2 separate regions of the Hordeum vulgare genome follow, and region 2 is linked to region 1. A link is a contact called in public Hi-C data. All regions are on one chromosome and are shown on one strand. Each heading gives the region's core, a stretch centred on a gene start, on an enhancer-like site or on the middle of the called end of the contact. The rest is flanking DNA. Distances are from core to core; before and after follow the strand shown.

Region 1 (6,407 bases), core at 1,041-3,540:
AAGATGATGAAAGAAGATCCAGGAGTGTCAATCGGTCAAGCTTGGGGATGCCCCCATGCACCCCCAAGAAATATTCAAGGAGAGTCAAGCGTCTAAGCTTGGGGATGCCCCCGTGCATCCCCTTCTGTATCAGCAATCATCATTTCGTCCATCTCCATGCTATATTTTTTATCACTTCATATGTTATGTGCTATGCTTGGCGTGTCCCGCTCTTTATTTTTTAGTTTGTTTTAGTTTTGCTTGCTGGTCATAAATAAGTTACACCCTATCATTCTTATTTGGGAGAGAGATACACTCCGTTTTAATTGCTTAGAACACTTTGGTTTTCACTCTTATTGTTTTGTGAGTGTTCACTTTTTGCTAGTACTACGTTTAGCTCTTATTTTCCAGTCATATTTTGTTTAGAGCTTGTTGGTTTGCTTCAGTTATATATGATTATCTCTCTGATCTTTAGTTAATACTATCTGTTTAGAGCTTGTTGGTTTGCTTCAGTTATATATGATTATCTCTCTGATCTTTAGTTAATACTATCTGTGAGAGTTGTTTCAAGAAAGTTGATTGGTGTTGGAGAAGAGTAAAATATTTCATGCTTATAGTGGCGCAATAGGAAGCTTGTTTAGACTGTGGCTTAGACTTTAACATGTCATGTTAGATATTATCTTAATTATATGCTTAGTATTTATTGATGTAGCATGACTTGTCTCAAATAGCTGAGAGTGCTTAATGTGCCATTGAAAGAATCATGTGTTGTTTTTATCATATCGAAGCATAATATTGTGGTATTCTCCTTTACTGCTTCATTTGGGTTGACTTGGCGCATGCTCACACCATGTTATGACTACAAACCAGTCACCTCTAGCCTCTATGATTATTTAGTTTTTGACTTGTAATATTGTTTGTAACACCCTGGTTTTCGCTCCTGTTTTTTTTCCTTTGCGGGATTTGACTCCCATTTTTTTTTCTTTTCGCTCCTGTTTTTTTCCTTTGCGGGATTTGACTCCCATTTTTTTTCTTGGTGTTATCGGATTTCTCTAGCTCTTGGTTATGTGAAGATGGTCATCTAGCCTTGCCTTTCCTGACCAACCAGAGATTCTCTCCAGTCCAACCTTGCCACCCAAGATATTTTCTTAGGGTTTTGCTGCCGAAACCCTACCTTCCGAGTTGCGTGAAGGGAAACCCTAATTATTCCAGTTACAAAGGAACCCCAATTTCCTTTGATTTGCTAACTCCCAAACTTTTCCTAGTGATCATCCTTCATCTTTAAACCATGGATATGCAAAAATATTGCCAAGTCATTCGCAATATTTTTCATTTATAATTAATTTCTTTTTCTGTGAGTTAAAGGAATGAAATCTAGGAAAATATATATCCATATCCAAAGTTCATGAGAACTTGTAGAGATATTCTTTGTGATCATATTGAGCTCCCACAAAAATATTGGCCATTATTAAATGGGGAAAATTGCCTTTTCCTATTTAAAGCCAATATTGCATTTTGGGTAGTTTTTAAAGGAACTACCATTTTGGTAGCTAGGAAAATTCCCAAATAAATTGTGGAGCTTCTCATATACATATCTTCCCCATTTCCACCAAGAACCCAAGTTCCATAGTTCAAAGTTTGAGCACAACATCAATTTGCAAATTCTATCCAGTTGGGCAATGTGCAAAGGAAGTGCTTGAACACTTGATCTATTTGAGCTGCAATTTTTCATGGTGACTAACATTGATAAATAACTCATGGAAACCAAAAAGCAGCTCAATCCTTCTATCCTTGCATCCACAACAGTTTCCCCAAGTTTCTGTCCATTTGGAACCTGTGTGAAGGAAATACCACTTTGACACTTTCAAATGATCTGAAACTTTTCCAGCATCTTCCTATGTATAAATAATCACTCTCCACCAAATTTGAGACAAATCCATGTAGCCAATTTGTCGCAGCAAATTGATCTCTATTTCTGGACCGGTTGGTGCATTTCAAAGGCAATGCTATTTGCACTTGGATTGCAATAAAACTCCATATTTAGACTCACCTTATCATCTTATAACCTCATGCCAAAACTCAGCTTATGTCTCCTAGCCAATTTGCCACAAACTGCCACAAACACCTTCTGTTCAGATTGGATGTCAGCTCAAATCTGTCATTCGTTGCCTTCACTTCCATCCAAACTCCCACGAGCCACCTCTGTGACCAGTGAGCAGCATGTTTGACTAGGTCCTAGACCCATCCAGTGTCTTGGATACGTGGTGCCGGTGGTGACCACGACTTTAGTCGGCAGCCAGCGCGAACTGTGGCAACAGTCGCCGTCTGGTCCCCTCTGGTTGTCCTCACCTCACCGCCTAACTTCCCTTGCTCGCCCATGTCACCTGCTCCTCTGCTCCGCCTCGTCCCCTAGCTCCCTGGCCGGGTGTGCCGACGGGAGGTGCTCCGCCCGAGCGCGGCCACATCATCGGCGTCCCGAAGCTCCGGCCAATGTCTAGAGGCCCTCCCCGCGGCTATTTAAGCTCAGCCTGAGCCCTCCCTCGCAACCACCAACCTATCCTCTCGCCTCCTCACCCCTCCCCGAGCTCCAGGAGATCCTCTTCTCCCCAACGACCGTAAGACGCCGCCGATCCCCTCGGGCAGCCACTGCTCCTGGCCCTCCTTCTCTCTTTTGGCGCCCTAGACCCCCTCTGGATCCTGCGCCATCGCCGCCGAGCTCCTCTCCGGTGGAGGAACCTCGCCGCTGGGGCCCTCATCTGTGCAGCATCCGGCTGTCGCGGCCTCCCGTGGAGCCATCGCTGTGGGCGGTCCCAGCCGGCCCCGCAGCCACCCCAGGTGCGGCGAGGAGTGCGCGACCTCCTCGACTCGCTGGTCGGCCCTCTCGGGTCGCCGGACGCCGCCTGCACCGACGGCCAAGACCCTCCCTCACTCTATGTCGTGAGGAGGAAGGAGACATGGAGGAGGAGATAGAAGGTGGGGTGAGGACCGCGTGTAAGCGACCCGGCGAGGGGGTACAGTGGCTGACGACCGGGCTCGGGGCCGTGTTGTTTAAGTAGAAGCGCACTGCGGTAAATGCTGTTTAAGTGGAAGCGCACTGCGGTAAATGCGCTTGAGAAAGCGTATTTCCTGTTACCGCGGCTAAGTTTACGTTTTTCTTTTCGGAAAACGTATTTCGGCTGAGTGCGCTTTCGGGTCAGCCCCGAGGGTCCTGTTTGTGAATATCTTATTTAAAGATTGGTTGTGAATATCTTATTTAAAGATTGGTCCCTGGACTTCAAACGGCTATAACTTTTCGCTCGTATCTCCGATCAGGTGGAACCAACGCCCACGTCTCGTCGAGCCCTTCATGATGGCATCATTTTCATTATGTGTTCACATTCTGAAAATGACAACGTTGCCCTTGCCCTTCTATCAGCCCCTTCCGAGAGAGAACGGTTTCCGGCGATCTTCCGCGGACCCTCCGCACTTCTTCCCGGAGTATTCTTCGACCCCAGGCAAACCGACCATCTGGTATATTCCCTAAAGCATTGCTCTGTGTTATTCTTGTGTTTAATTAATGATATGCTTGTGCTATAAATAATTAAACTCCTCCCATTTCGATATTGTCATTTACATTACCTGCTACTACTCATCTTAGCATTGCACTAATGACTTGTCGTGATATTATATGGAGATAAGTGGTTATGTTTTATCATGCTTAGCTACTGCCATCTCAAGTTATTTGATGAATAACCATGCTTGTTAAATATTGGTTAAGGCTAAATCTAGTCAGTTGATCTAGAGTCACCTGTCCGGGCTTATTCGTGCAACCACATTTGCCGGTATGGGACAACCATGAATTGGTGTGATTGCGTGCTCTTCTATCGGTACCACCAGACAGGGAAGGTACCCGGTGGGCGGCGATAACCTTGTGAGCCAGTTGATTGTTTTGTGTCGGTGTCCCCGTTTGGGACAGTTTAGTTTGGCCACGACGGTGGCAGGTGTCAAGAGGACACAGGGCCACCCAGGGGCAGGACTCCGGGGGAGGATGAATGCTGGTGGTACGATGGGAGAGTCACCGGTCAGGCAGGTTTTGTTGAAGCAACGCTGGTCCACCTGAATGAGATCACGAGGCCAAGTGCTTCATGGTGTGGGTAAAGTGTGCAACCTCTGCAGAGTGAAAAATCTATTCGAATAGCTGCGTCCACGACATTGGACAGCCCGTCCAGACCTCACTAGGTGGTCAACCGTATCAGTGATAATAATGATGAAAGAACTCGTCTTGTGCAGACATCAGATGATGTGAGGGATATTATATGTTAGCCATGGGATGGCTATGAGATGAGTGGTCGGATGACCACATGATTCGGATTGGATTTGGATCAGATTCATATTGGATTATGGGAACATTTCGAGTATAATTTATTTACTTCATATGCTTTACCTTATCATATCTACTTTAGTAGTTATCTTGATGGATAATCCAGTTATAACATGATAATTAATATTGCTAGATAGGATTGCTAGGTCATGATAATTAATATTGCTCTAATAACAAGTGCATACTTGAATGTCATAGATCGCTTTGCTTAGTGTATATATTAGTTTGGTTTGCTTACGAGTATTTTCAAAAGTATTCATCGGCTTTTAACGTGGCCAGGTTCACATAAGGATCCATCGTTCGTCGTCAAGGAGCTGGACTGTTAGCGGGCTAGAGGAGTAACCTAGTGAGATCCCTGTGGATTGGAGGCACACCATGACCATGCTGCCTTAGATAGAGCTTTTTCGCTACCTTCACCCTTGTAATATCCCATGTAAGATCCTTACATCTATTAATAAAAATACCGGTGTTCATGATACTCGTTGTAAACGCGCATACCAGAGTGATTTCCTGGGCTGGTATGCATGGCAACCGTCTGGCTACAGTGCTAATCAGGCGGGGTGCCACATTATTTATACTTTGATTAATAATCTTTTGTTGCTATGCATGATTATGGCCGTTATTGCTCTCTTAGTTGGTCGCTCCCAGTCTCTTGCTAGCCTCCACCTATACTGAGCATGAGATCTACTCGTGCATCCAACTCCCCAAAAAAGAAAGTTTACCAAATGTGTCCACCATACCTACCTACATGTGGTATTTAACCGCCACTCCAAGTAAATTTCTCATGTGCTACCTTTAAAACTTTCAAAATTATTCCTCTTTTGTGCCTTTGTTTTAGCTCATGAGGAAATAATAGATAATTCATGATCTTCTCATACTTGACAAGCTTTATCTTGGGTTTGCATGCCTAATCTACGAACCCCTAATACGAGGAGTGACTGGCATGAGTGCGCCCAACTCATAAAAGATAATAGCAACAAACAACACCTCCTTCATGCTTTGTTCATGAGAAATCAGAATAGTGATAAACAAAGGAGACTAAGGGGATGTGATCGTCCCCACTTTGGGAGCCGTTCCTCAAAACTTGTCTAACATGAGAAGTATTGGGCTATCTGCTAGCATTCGTTGATGAATTATGCACCTCACAAAAACTTGTTTTACAATTTTATTGATTTCAAAAATCACTAAAAGCTCTAGCACATGAGTAATCCCTGATTTCCTCTACGAAGGGCCTTTCTTTTACTTTTATGTTGAGTCTTCATCTTGTAACTTTATGCACCAATTAAGAGAGCATAGTTTTCATTCTGAGTATAATGTGCATAGTCCCAAAATTTATTATTGATTGATTCATGATTATGTTATTACTTGTTCTCAAATTATTTGTATCTAGTCATCACTTCAACTTCGAAGGTGTCCTGGCATTTATGTTTTGCCCCACTCTTAAGGACAAGCAAAATACCACTTTGCCATGTTTTTTATGCTCTAAACAAACTTATAACTTTCAAGTGCATTATTATTCATGATCTTTTGTTTGTGTTACTTTTCATGTTGCAACATGGTTGCTAAGTTTCATTGTTAGAATTATATCTATCATGCCTATCTTTAGAGTGCTATGATCTCAGCTTACAAATGCTTTTACAAATATGATGATCAAGATTATGTTGGTAGCATGTCACCTCAAAAATTATTTTGTTTTTATCGTTTCACCTACTCGAGGACGAGTAGGAACTAAGCTTGGGGATGTTGGTACGTCCAAAACGTATCTATAATTTTTGACGGTTTCATGCTACTTTTATGCTTTTGAAAATTGTTTTTATATTATGTTTATGATTTATTTGGACTAACCTACTAATAGTTGCAAAAGTGCACAATTTTATTGTTTTACACTTTTATGTGTAGGAACTATCAAATATAGAAGAGGAAACCTTGTTGGAGTGGGACTCTGACTTTCCTGAAATCTGTCCCCCTACACATTATAGAGATCGTTTGTTTGTGCCTCGAAGATGATGTCAAATGGAAAAATAATAGATGTGAACGTCGTGGGGAATTTTATGCTGATAATTCTAGA
Region 2 (6,407 bases), core at 2,748-5,247, 190 kb after region 1:
TATGAACAACTATAGGGAAAGTATGGTGAAAGATTGCACTTTTTATCTAAGGAATCTAGGGCGGATGGCCGGAATTTTTGGACTGGATCCATGTTATGTTTATTGAAGTTTTTAATCTGATCACTAGATAAACTAAGTGCAAACGTGTATCTATATGCATTCTGTTAAAGGCTAATTTGATACTCTCTCCGTCCCAAAATAAGTGGAGTATTTCGGGATGGAGGGAACATTTATTTTCCAAACTAAGCTTGTAACTTTTTAGAAACAATAAAGTTTTTCATAAATGTAGTAGATATTACTCAAGGCAAGTTTGACCAACTTAGGTGGATGTTTGGTTCAAGGCACACCTTTGACAAGATTCCACATCGCATACACTCAAAGAATGTGGCAAGATTCCCTTAGGATTGCCAACTTGTGGCTCTTATTTTGAAGAACTAAATCTTAGTCAAGTGTGGTAACATTTTGTGGCGAAGTGTGGCATTGCTAGGTGTAGAACCAAACAACCCCTTAGTCCGCATGAAGTTTTGTTAATGGGTTGGCTGGTTATACAAATATGTTTGGACCAGCCTAGATGGACCGAGTAATTCCATAAATTCAGTAGATATTATCTAGAATGGTTGGACTGAGTAATTCTATAAATGCAATAGACCAAGACCAGCCAACCATCTAGAATGATTAGTTCTGTTAAGGGTAACTACTTAGTCTATGGTTAATTCTATTAGCATGTTTTGTTACCATGCCATGATGTTTTATAATCATTAGTTTCATTTCTGTTGGTTGTTCAGGTGTGTGACAAACTTATCCTATCACTCAAGCACCAGATAGAAGTACTCTACTGGAAACATTTTTCGATGGATGCTTAAAGTACACCACCCAATACCACATATTTGCGTTGTTGCACTTTTTAGATGTTTAGAAATGTATCATGTTCATATTTGATGTGATAACAGACTTAGAGTATATACAACTTAAAATTTTAGGAAGGAGTATATTTGGTGTAGTTATTATGAAATTTGCCAATATTTGTATTTCAAATGGTTAATAGATCGTTATATTATCATTAAAATAAAATAAAAAATTATACTATTTAAGACGTGTATTGCACGTGCAAGCTTACTAGTATATACGGAGTTCGACTCCAAACATAGGTAACGTTTAAATCGTTTCCTTCCTGCGACTCAATAACCGCATGTTGTTTTAATAAGGGATTTTATGCATAACTATATGACAGACTAAAAATATATATTTCTTTTATTGATAAAAAGTAGTAAAATAGAAGAAGAGAAGATAGTAAGAATATATATTACGTTTATCTATGTGACATGTTTATCTTTTGTTTTTAATAAGAATAAATTTGAATCTGCCTTTCGTTGAACGAGCTAAACAATCCTCCCTAACAATAAAGCAGCTACTGCTTCTATCATCCGTCATTAAGGGGTTGTTTGGTTTCTAGCCACATCTTGTCACACTTTACGACACCTCACCTTAGTCAAGTTTGACGAAGTTAGGTGGGTGTTTGGTTCTTGCTACACCTATGGTAGGATTTTTTATGAGGAGTGAACTACATATGTCGGGGATGTTTGGTTCCTAGCCACACCTTGCCACACTTTGTCACACCTCACCTTAGTCAAGTTTGACCAAGTTAGGTGGGTGTTTGGTTCTTGCCACACCTATGGTAAGATTTTTTTATGAGCAGTGAACCCCACATGTTATAGACACAAAAAGTGTGGCAAGATTCCCTTAGGCAAGCCAAAGTGTGGATAACAATTTGAGCAACTCAAGTAAGGCAAATGTGGCAAAAATAATGTGGCAATATATGGCAAATGTAGTCACAATCCAAACCGCCCCGTAATACATACATGAAGTATGGCAAGATTCCCTTAGGCAAGAATGTGGCTAACAATTTGAGTAACTCAAGTAAGGTAAGTGTGGCAAAAATGATGTGGCAATATATGGCAAAGATAGTTATAATCCAAACAACCCTTAAAATTGCCCCTGAAGTTGACTGAAATTACCCACCAATGCCACCCATAAGTTACATACCGATTCGTTCTTTTAACTCTAATTCAGTTCTTCCTTTTAATTTAAAAGAGAGCGGTCCCCTTTCATCACAAGAACATCATCAGCTAGACTGGTCCGGTGCTCATAGTTCCATTCTGGAGAGTGCAGTTCGATCCCATCATCTCGCAATTTCTGCCACCTTTTCTCATTTAGTACTGGCGTCCGACTGGGGCGGCCAACAACATTTTTTTCTTCTTTCTCTGTGTTTTACTTTTATTTCTCTTTTGGCTTTATTTCGATAAACCTTGCAAAAATGTAAATCATCGACTAAAGAAGTGTCAAATTTATAGACAAAATAGTTCCCATATACACAAAAATGTACAGCGCGTATAGATAATAATAATATAATTTCCTTTTATTTTCAAAAAAAATGATCATGTATTTAAAAAACTTTAAATGTAGAAAAAAGTTTCCAATGCATAATAAAAACATATACAAAAATATACAATGTGTATGGAACAAAGTAGACATAAAAAAGATATTTTTTTCAAAAATGTTAATCATCAAACATGTATTAAACGTGTATATATATAATGTTTGTGATGTCACCCGTAAAAAAAATGTTTCTAATGTATAAAAAATGTACAATGTTGCTTATACAAGCTTTACGTAAACCAATGACTTAGCTTTGAATTTTCATATTGTTTTAAACTGTTTTGCTGGGTTTTTTAATATCGATATTCATACGCAACCTTGAACATTTGGCTTCCATATACGTACAAATTGATTATTTTTTATGAAGTTGTCTAATATTTTTGCAACCAAATTAGGACTTCACTTGGATTACAATTACAAGCCAAATATATCAGCAAGACAAAAATAATACTCTTACGCATATGCCATCATTAATTAATAAAACATACTTTACTATTTTCATCATAATGCAAATAATTGTGGGCATCACTGAGAAGAAGAGAGACCATGCAACTTGAAACATCAAGTAAGATCATATGATACCAACTTGTAACGTCGAAGATGCGATTCTATCCTTATTTTAGCGCGAGGGCCTCGACAAGGATAGAAGCGCATCTCATCGTTTCGCAAGAATAAATATCGTTACAAGTACATGTACTGAAGAAAAGAGTATATGGAATTGGCTTACACTCGGCACAAGCTACATCAGAGTTACATCAGTACGATACATAAATATCACGAAGAAGAGCAGGGTCCGATTACGGATGAAAACAAACGAGAAAAAAACGACGTTCACCCTTGCTATCTCAGACTGCCGGCCTGGAACCCATCCTAGATCGACGAAGAGAAAGGAGAAGAAACTCTAAATGGACAATCAACGCGCTCGCGTCATGTAACCTTTACATATACAATAATATAAGTTCACAAGACATAAATTTGAATTATTTGGAATACATGTACTCAATATTCTTTCAGGTTTTTATTTCTTGATTTGTTCATTAAATATGCATTGAGTTGGTGTATACTTCGTCTGTAACTGAGCATACTGAACGTACTAAATTTTTCTGACACACAGAGAGAGACAGAGAGAGACCTTAGGACTGACCACATTCAAATGTGTTTTCGTTGTATGAGCACTCAGGTCACTATCAGTAACATAAATGTGATGCCATTTGAAACTAAAAGATGTGGGCCTGTTAAGATCTTAAGTCGTGCTTATTGGATTAAGAATGCGTGTTATTTTTTTTCCGTTGCAACACACGGGCTTTTTTATTAGTTTAAATAGAAAACGGACGTGTCCGTCCGCCTATCTATTCAAACAGAAAAATTATGCGTTCATTTGAAACGTCCGATTGAAATTGCTCTAATACTTTTATTACGGGTAACTGTGAGCACTGTACCACTTTTGTGAGCCGTGGTTGCGTGGCTACATCATGGCAGCAACAGCCTAGCCAACCCACGCTGTCACATGCTGTAGCAGGAGCCAACCCAAAAGCGGCGCCTCCTGGAGCTGTTTGGACCAGACGAGACGAGGACACTTGCTGCTGCCGGGGCCGAGAGGCGGACCACGCCAATGATTTGGGTGAGGCGCTGTTCCGTCCCGTGAGGCGCGGCAACGGAATCCCGCAACGTGCCCTGGCTGGAGCCAGTGAGGACGACTCGTGATTCGTCGGCTTCCCTCGCTCACTCGGCTGGATTCCTCTCCACTTTCCGGTGGCAGTTCGTGCCTGCAATGTTTACATGGTGATGCTGCGGCTACCAGCTTGCGGGTGGGGAGTACTACTCTAAGGGCATCTTCAATGATTGTATGATCATCGTTGGTAATATTGCCACATAGATGATTTTGATGACATGGCGCATAATAAAAAAAGAAAGAGAATGAAATCGTATGAACTTGAAGCAACGGTTCACGCACAAGCTCCAAGGCAAGCATGGTTATTTCTTTCATGTTTAGTGGACCCGCTTAGTTATTTTACATACGATTAACATACACTCCATTGAAGAGCTTGTATGATGTGTTGTTGATTGTTGATGTGGACACTTATATCAACGATTGAACATACGGACTGTTGAAGATGCTCTAATGTACACTCTCGGTTTCCGGTGCTGCCTGCACGTCTGTGACATACATATCTGGCACTGTCCCCTGCCCGCTTTTCCAGTTTTCAGCAAATTAGAGGGTGCTTGGATTTAAGAGACTAAAACTAGTCTAACTAAAACTAGTCTCTTTAAGAGGCTAAAGTTCCAGACACCCCTTAGTGAAGAGAGACTAAAATTAGTCTTGAGGCTAAAATCTTTTAGTCAGGGGTACCCGTATTAAAATGTGCATTAGTCCTCTCTCTTCTCATTTAACTCCTCATGCAAGTTCTGGATTGGAGGGTTTGAAGGATAATAAATGCTCATTAACTTGATTTTAGTCTCTTTAGTACTTGGATCCAAGCATGGATGAGGCTAGCAAGTTTTAGTCTCATTACTTTTAGTCATGAGACTAAAGCGTATCCAAGCACCCTCTTATTAGGCCAATTTCAACGTCGCGCGATGCAAATGGGACAAACGTGTTTAGTAAATATGCAATTTTTCAAATAGATTAGTCCATGAAATAATTACTAACATGGTATTGACTAAATTCATGACATACTCATCACGGAGCATACTAGCAAATACTACGCATATAACAGTAACATGTGCGCACATAGCTAGTATTACTAGGGTAAAAATAAACAGGAATGGGATAAACAGGTTATACCCTCCGATTGACCACTTGGTCGTATCAGGAGCATTGGCGGCGGCAGAATCCTCTGCTCTCTTCTTCTTAGCTTCGACCTTCTCGAGGAGGAGACGGTCGGCTTCGCTTGGTTCAGCCATGGCGATGACGAGGAAGACGCGGACGAAGCAGACGGGCGAAGGCGAGAAGTCGCGTGATCGCTCCCCAAAAACCTAATCGCCCCTCTCCCGTACAGGAACCGGAGAGGCGGGGTTTCGAAGGCAACGGCAGCAAAGGAACGAGCGCGTGAGGCAGAGGCGATCTGATCTCGTGACAAGCGCGTAGGTATGAGCTCGGCTCAGCTCATTCCCGCAACCCGCGGCGCGGCGCGGCATGGCGAGGCGGGCGGAGGAGGAGTGTGCAAGGGCCTCTTCTCTTCTCACTCTCCAATAGCATGTAGAAGAGAGACTCTTATAAAGGGGTCCAACTTCTTCTCCACTAGCGGGGTGGGACTAAACTTTCCACCACCACCTTGTCATGCCACCACCTACATGGGCCCTTGAAATTTTCTGAAATTCTCTTATGGGCCTAAAGCCCACTACTAATTTCAACAACCCCCCATTAGATCTCAAGGGCACATCGTGTTCCCTCGTTCCAATCACTGTAATAATGTACCAGCATTTGAGTGAACACGTGTTAAGGTTGAGCTTCACCTAAAACAAGCAGCTACACCCCCTTACAACTGAGCAATGAACTATTGCCTTGAATTGTCAGTTTGGCGTAAATAAGCTTCACCACAAGTCTTACTAGTACCAGGCTACCGAAGGCTGACCCCTCGGATGGAGCATATTAGTCACACTCCTGGCCTATTCATGAGTTTACTAGAGATCACCCCAATCTCATAGACCGTGACCAGCAGTCAGGCTCATATATGTGTGTTCCTCCAAAGATAGCTCTGTAGGACAGCATCTTGCTTACACATAAGTTTTAAAACACATTAATACAATAGTCATCCTACCATACAACATCCGAGAGCATTGCATCTCCAACGGAGTGGGTTAGTAAAGTTACTCTCGTCAATTCACCACTGGCTTATTTTCCCAGGTCCTACTTCACGGGATCTCCGATCATATAGGTTGGGTTACTGTCATGGAAACTCATGTGGGTCTCATACTCATCTCCCTCGATGCACTATCTATCACAACACGTGATAGCCCTTTAGTAAAGG

What was found. A called contact is a pair of places that touch in the nucleus more often than the background predicts.
Region 2: a contact with region 1 is called in a Hi-C map of seedling, with 5 times the contacts expected there. The contact joins two enhancer-like sites. A contact is called at or near these places in 1 of 6 Hi-C or Micro-C datasets (seedling) and 1 of 1 datasets of contacts at active chromatin or transcription factors (embryo).

What each region holds. Positions count from the first base shown.
Region 1 is chr3H:385,811,616-385,818,022 of MorexV3_pseudomolecules_assembly, forward strand. It overlaps the pseudogene LOC123443929. Among protein-coding and RNA genes, the nearest start is that of LOC123439995, 84 kb to the left of the region's middle. Within about 2 kb of position 2,291, at least 3 of the 3 cell types and tissues checked have open chromatin away from gene starts, as enhancers often do. A contact at or near this core is called in seedling, where this site is marked.
Region 2 is chr3H:385,996,009-386,002,415 of MorexV3_pseudomolecules_assembly, forward strand. No RefSeq gene overlaps it. Among protein-coding and RNA genes, the nearest start is that of LOC123439997, 23 kb to the left of the region's middle. Within about 2 kb of position 3,998, at least 3 of the 3 cell types and tissues checked have open chromatin away from gene starts, as enhancers often do. A contact at or near this core is called in seedling, where this site is marked.